2 separate regions of the Macaca mulatta genome follow, and region 1 is linked to region 2. A link is a contact called in public Hi-C data. All regions are on one chromosome and are shown on one strand. Each heading gives the region's core, a stretch centred on a gene start, on an enhancer-like site or on the middle of the called end of the contact. The rest is flanking DNA. Distances are from core to core; before and after follow the strand shown.

Region 1 (2,700 bases), core at 28-2,527, 56 kb after region 2:
CCCACGGATCCTACATTACTGTGAGATGTATATTTCACTATATATTACAATGTAATAATAATAAAGTGTACAATAAATGTAATGCACTTGAATCATCCTGAAACCCGCCCTCACCCACCAAGCCGTGGAAAACCTGTCTTCCACGAAACCCGACCCTGGTGCCCAAAACGTTGGGCGCTGAGGTTCTACAACAGACAGTCTGCCTTCTGCTGTGTGGCACTGTGCCCATCACTTTGCCTCTGTGAGCCTCAGCGCCTCATCACTACCGCAGGAGGAAGGTGAATAACGGTATCATCCCCATTTTTTTAGACGAGAAAGCGACGCTCAGGGAGGTGCCCAGGGTTCGCAGTTGAAGCTCAAGCCCTGGTCGGCCTGCAGAGCCTGTGCCTGGAGCCCAGTGCTCCTCTCTCCCGTCACGGGATGTCACTGCGATGCCTGACCGGGGGCGCGTTGGGCGGCTGCCCCGTTCTGCAGAGGAACAAACCGAGGCCCCGAGAGGCCAGGCGCCCGCCCCGCATTCCGCGACCGGCCCGGGGCGCGGGCGCTACCTGGGGCGCGACGTTGCTCAGGTAGAACGTGTCGTCCATGGCCTTCTGGCTCCAGCGGTGGTTGGCGGCTGCGGCCAGGTGGCCGCGGTCGAAGCCGCTGCCGCGGTAGTCGGCGTTGGTGGCACGGTGGTACGCGTGCACCGAGTCGTCCTCGTGGAAGTCGCATGTTCGTCGGTCGCCGTCGCCGCGGAGACGCTCGGGTCGCAGCTGCTCCACCACCCAGAGCGCGCCGCGGGTGCGCGGGTCGTAGCACAGCACGTACGACTCGCGGCTCTTGAGCTGCGCCAGCCCCGGCAGCCCGTACTTGGCCAGCTCGCCCGGGCCGCGGCCCGCCGGTCCTCCGGGCACGGCTGGCAACTCAGCGGCCGCCGCCACGGGCAGCACCGGCAGCCGGCCCAGCAGCCCCGGCGCCGCCCGCGCGTCCTTCCGCCGCCGCCGCCAGCCCTCGGCGGCCGCGCCCAGCCCCGCGCCCAACGCCAGGGTCAGGCCGGCCCGCAGCGCCTGCATGGCCGGGGAGCGACCTCCGGCGGGCGACCCGCGAGGCTCTTAAAGGAGCCGCACCGCGGGAACCAATGAAGGGACGGGGCTGCTGGGGCCGCGGACGATAGCGTGACCTCCCTTCCACTCACAAACGCTCCCAAGGGGTTGAGAATCGGAACCCACAGGGGAGAAGCAGACCCCAAGCGGGTGTCCCCGGCGCCCTTTCTTTGCGCAGTTAAGATGCCGGCATGAGGGGCGTGCCACCGTCGCCTCAGCTCGCGATTGGCCACCATGCTGCCTGGCTCCGCACCCACCTAGCAGGCCCCCTGCCGGTCGTGGGGTGGGGCGGCACCCTCTTCTCTGCGCCTGCGCAGGGAGCTCCTGCTTAATAAGCTCCGCAGAGGGATCAAGCACTGTCGAGCGCTTTTATTGTCACGGGTTAGTCTCACCTGAGCTCCTAGTTCGCAGAGCAAGCACAGGGCCCCAGGTATATCCGGCCCCAGGCTATGCTCCATGACACCATAAAATAAGCCCCGCAATTCTACCAGATCGGCAAAGGATTTTTTGTTGTTGTTATTGTTGAGACGGAGTTTTGGTCTTTGTCGCCCAGGCCCGAGTGCAATGGCGCGATCTCGGCTCATTGCAACCTCCGTCTCCCAGGTTCAAGCTATTCTCCTGCCTCAGCCTCCCAAGTAGCTGGGATTACAGGCATGCGCCACCACGTCCGGCTAATTTTGTATTTTTAGTAGAGACGGGGTTTCTCCATGTTGGTCAGGCTGGTCTCAAACTCCCGACCTCAAGTGATCCGCCCGCTCGTCCTCCCAAAGTGCTGGGATTACAGGCGTGAGCCACCGCACCCGGCCCAGATTGGCAAAGGTTTTAATTAACACCGGCGTGAGGACCAGGATGCAGGCGGCTAATGCTGGCTGCTGGCTGGAACAGAAACCTGGGACGAAGATTCCAAAAAGCAGCTTGACAGTACAAGAGAAGCCTTAAAAAGTTCATCCCGTTCAACCCGCCCAGAGGGCTGAGCTGGGGAAATCTCGGGAATGCGAAGATCTCGAACGCAAATATTCACCAGAGTATTACACTGCCAGTAGGAATAAGCAAAATATTCAGAAATATGGACTGATTAAGGATTTTTTTTTTTCCCGAAACGGAGACTCACTCTATTGCCCAGGCTGGAGTGCAATGGCACGATCTTGGCTCACTGCAACCTCTGCCTCCCAGGTTTTCAAGTGATTCTCCTGCTTCAGCCTCTCAAGTAGCCGGGATTACAGGTGCGCACCACCACGCCCAGCTAATTTTGTTCTGTTTCTTTTTGAGACAGAGTCTCGGAGTCTCGCTCTGTCGCCCAGGCTGGAGTGCAGTAGCGTGATCTCGGCTCACTGCAACCTCCACCCCCTGGGTTCAAGCGATTCTCGTGCCTCAGCCTCCCGAGTAGCTGGGACTACAGGCGTGTGCCACCACACCCAGCTAATTTTGTATTTTTAGTACAGAATGATCTCGAACTCCTGACCTCGTGATCCACCCGCCTCGGCCTCCCAAAGTGCTGGGATTATAGGCATGAGCCACCTCACCCAGCCACTCTTAGCATTTTTTTTTTTTTTTTCCTTTAAGGAAAACAAGGTCTTGTGCTGCCACCCACAGGGAGTGCAGTGGCAAGATCACA
Region 2 (2,700 bases), core at 132-2,631:
GAGACCAGTCACCCAGTCACTCATCCCTGTCATGTCCACAACAGCCTCCTCCAGCACAGGTCATCTGTCCTTGCCTCCCTTCATGAGCCAGAGGAAGACTTGACCTTCACGGAAGCTACATCAGTGAGACTGAGCAATCAGCACTGCCCAGCCTCTCTGAACAAACTCCCACTCCCCTATCCCCTCCACAGGAAGTATCAGCAACAGCTGATCTCCTCCCCCTTCTCACAGTCTGTCTGCCAGGTGGTCTGCTCCAAAGGGCAGAATACAGTTTGGCAGGGGTTAAGAGTACTACCAACAGAAGAGGTGGAAGAGACCCTTGGGAACTTCGGGCTCCCCCAGTTCCCTTCCTCTCACCAGGTGCTCTCCCTCCACACCTCATTCTCAAAAGGCTTCCTGAGGTAGGGCAGGGGAAAAGGAGTCAGTGGAAGTGTGGCTCACGCAGGAACCACCCACCCTTCCAGCCAACTCTCCATCAGGAGGCGGCTACCAGACAACCCCTGACCCATCTCTCCTTCCCAAAAAAGGCAACAATCACAACAGCTGAGAACCCCGGTTCACTCCAGTCCAGATCAAGGGGAAGAAGCAGTCAGCGAAAGCAGCAGAATCATCACGAACTCCATGACCCCAGCTATGCCCCTTCAGCCTGGGAGCTCAGTTTGCTGGGTGTCCAGCTCACCTAGGGCTGGACCAGGCCCGGACCTCACTTGATCTGGCCCTCGGGGCCACCTGAATGCACAGGACTGGGACAGGGTCTGGGTTCTTAGATCCCGGACCGGTCTTCCCAGATATCCCATCCCAGACAGGCCCCAAGAGCCTAGCCGGGGATCCTGCCCCCAAGTCAGGGCACTGCCCCTATCGGGAACGAGAGGAAGGAGGGGTGCAAGGGAAGAGAAGGGGACCAGGAACTCAGGAGAAGACAACTACGGGAATCTCTGGAAAAGAAATGGCAAGGGGAGAGCCCAGAAGTGGAACCTCTAGGAAGGGGAGAGTGTGTGTGGAGGGGTGAGGATCTGGGGGGACCCAGGGGATGACAAGGGGACATGGGGGAGCCGAGGCGGAAACTCCTGGTTTCTGGAGCACAAGGAGGCACAGGGGGGCCTGGGAGGGGGCTCGCGCGCCGCGGAGCCGGCAAGAGGTGGTGCCCCGGAGACCCCGGGCACTGGGGAGCCCAGAGGTAGGCCGAATACCGCGGGAGGTCCCCAGGGGGCCGGCCCCGGGACAGAGCCCCAGATGCCCCCGGCCGCCCGGGACCGGGCAGCTGGCCGAGGGCGTGTGTAAGTGGGTTTCGAGAGGTGACAACTCGCGCCCCTTTCCCCACCCCCTCCACTCACCTGGGCTCGCCGCGCACGGCCGCCCAGCAGGCAGCCCCAGGCCCCGGCCGCTCCGTCCCGCCGCCGGCCGCAGCGCTGCTCCGGCGCCTCCTTTTGTTTGTCCCTCACTGCACCACTCAGCCTCCTCCGCCCCGGAAGTGACGTCACCGCCAGGCGCGAACGCGGCGGCCAGGGCGTCGCCATCTTTATGAGGGGAACTCTAGCTGCGCCTTCACCCGGTCTCGCCCCCGCGCTACCGCCCTGTTGCTTCGGGGCGGAAGTAGCGGAGCCCGGGCTCGGCCCCCTTAAAGGGACAGGGACTGCTGCAACCTACCGGGTGTACTTGGGAACGAGAGGTGAAGCGGCCCAGGCGGGGGTGAGTAGCTGTGTCGGAGCGTCACTGCCCGGAGGTCAGGTGCCGAGGCTGGGAGGGCCTGCTAACGGTTCCGAGCTTGGTTGTGCTAGAGTGCTTAATGAGTTTGACGCTACTAAGGATAACGGAGTGGCTGCTCAGAATGATTGAGCCGCCCGCGGGAATCAACTGCGCGTGCTGCTCGCCGATCCTCGCTCGGACACTGGAGCTGGTCCTCTCTGCACCCAAATCCCCCTCCCACGACCGCGCCGGTGGAGATGGCACCCGAGACAACAGGGAATTCTGGGCAGATCTGGGGTTGGAACTGGGTCCCCAGGCTCCAGCTTTGCAGCTCCATGAATCCACCTGGGTCCTCGAAAATTCCCTGGCTGATAACAGTAACGGCAACCAAATTAAAAAATAATCCATACAATGGAATACTGTGCAGCCATTAAGACGAAAAATGTTTAATATGCACTAATATAGGGCGACTTCTAAGATACCTTAGGTTAGAAAAGGAAGCAACAGAAAAAACAGCGTTGATGGGTGCTGTCCATCTTTGCGTAGAAGGACGCGTGAGGGTGGGGGTATCTGCGGGTGTGCGCACCAGCTGTCTGATAAGATGCATAAGAAGTTGTTAATTGCAGTTGTCTCCGACAGGAGAACTGGGATCCTGGGTACCTGGGCCAGGGCGAGAAATTTACTACCCTGTGCAGAGGTAGATAATTAAAAATAAGATGATGAAGATAGTCACGGCTCCCATCCATCACGTGTTAAGCCAATGCCTGGTTTCACTTCTCCTGTTGGGAGGTCTTATTTTTCCCTTTTAATAGAAAAGAAAAGAACCTTAGAGGTTAACTTAGCAATATCATAGCCAGGGCCGGGCACGGTGGCTCACGCCTGTAATCCCAGCACTTTGGGAGGCTGAGGCCAGCCGATCACGAGGTCAGGAGATCAAGACCATCCTGGCTAACAAGGTGAAACCCCGTCTCTACTAAAAATATTAAAAAATTAGCCAGGCATAGTGGCGAGCGC

Evidence for each region. A called contact is a pair of places that touch in the nucleus more often than the background predicts.
Region 1: a Hi-C map of liver shows a contact between it and region 2, with 2.3 times the contacts expected there. The contact joins the promoter of ENDOG here to the promoter of LRRC8A in region 2. A contact is called at or near these places in 2 of 14 Hi-C or Micro-C datasets (cortical neurons and liver).

Annotation. Positions count from the first base shown.
Region 1 is chr15:18,829,966-18,832,665 of T2T-MMU8v2.0, forward strand. It overlaps ENDOG (endonuclease G), which reads right to left and starts at 1,278. Exons shown (of 3, transcript XM_015116671.3): 1 at 549-1,278. The coding sequence starts at 1,055.
Region 2 is chr15:18,773,987-18,776,686 of T2T-MMU8v2.0, forward strand. LRRC8A (leucine rich repeat containing 8 VRAC subunit A) reads right to left here and starts at 1,382. Exons shown (of 4, transcript NM_001257576.1): 1 at 1,335-1,382. It overlaps KYAT1 (kynurenine aminotransferase 1), which reads left to right and starts at 1,040. Exons shown (of 13, transcript XM_077967799.1): 1 at 1,040-1,177. It overlaps LOC144335086 (a long non-coding RNA gene), which reads right to left. Exons shown (of 2, transcript XR_013405527.1): 2 at 1,653-2,105.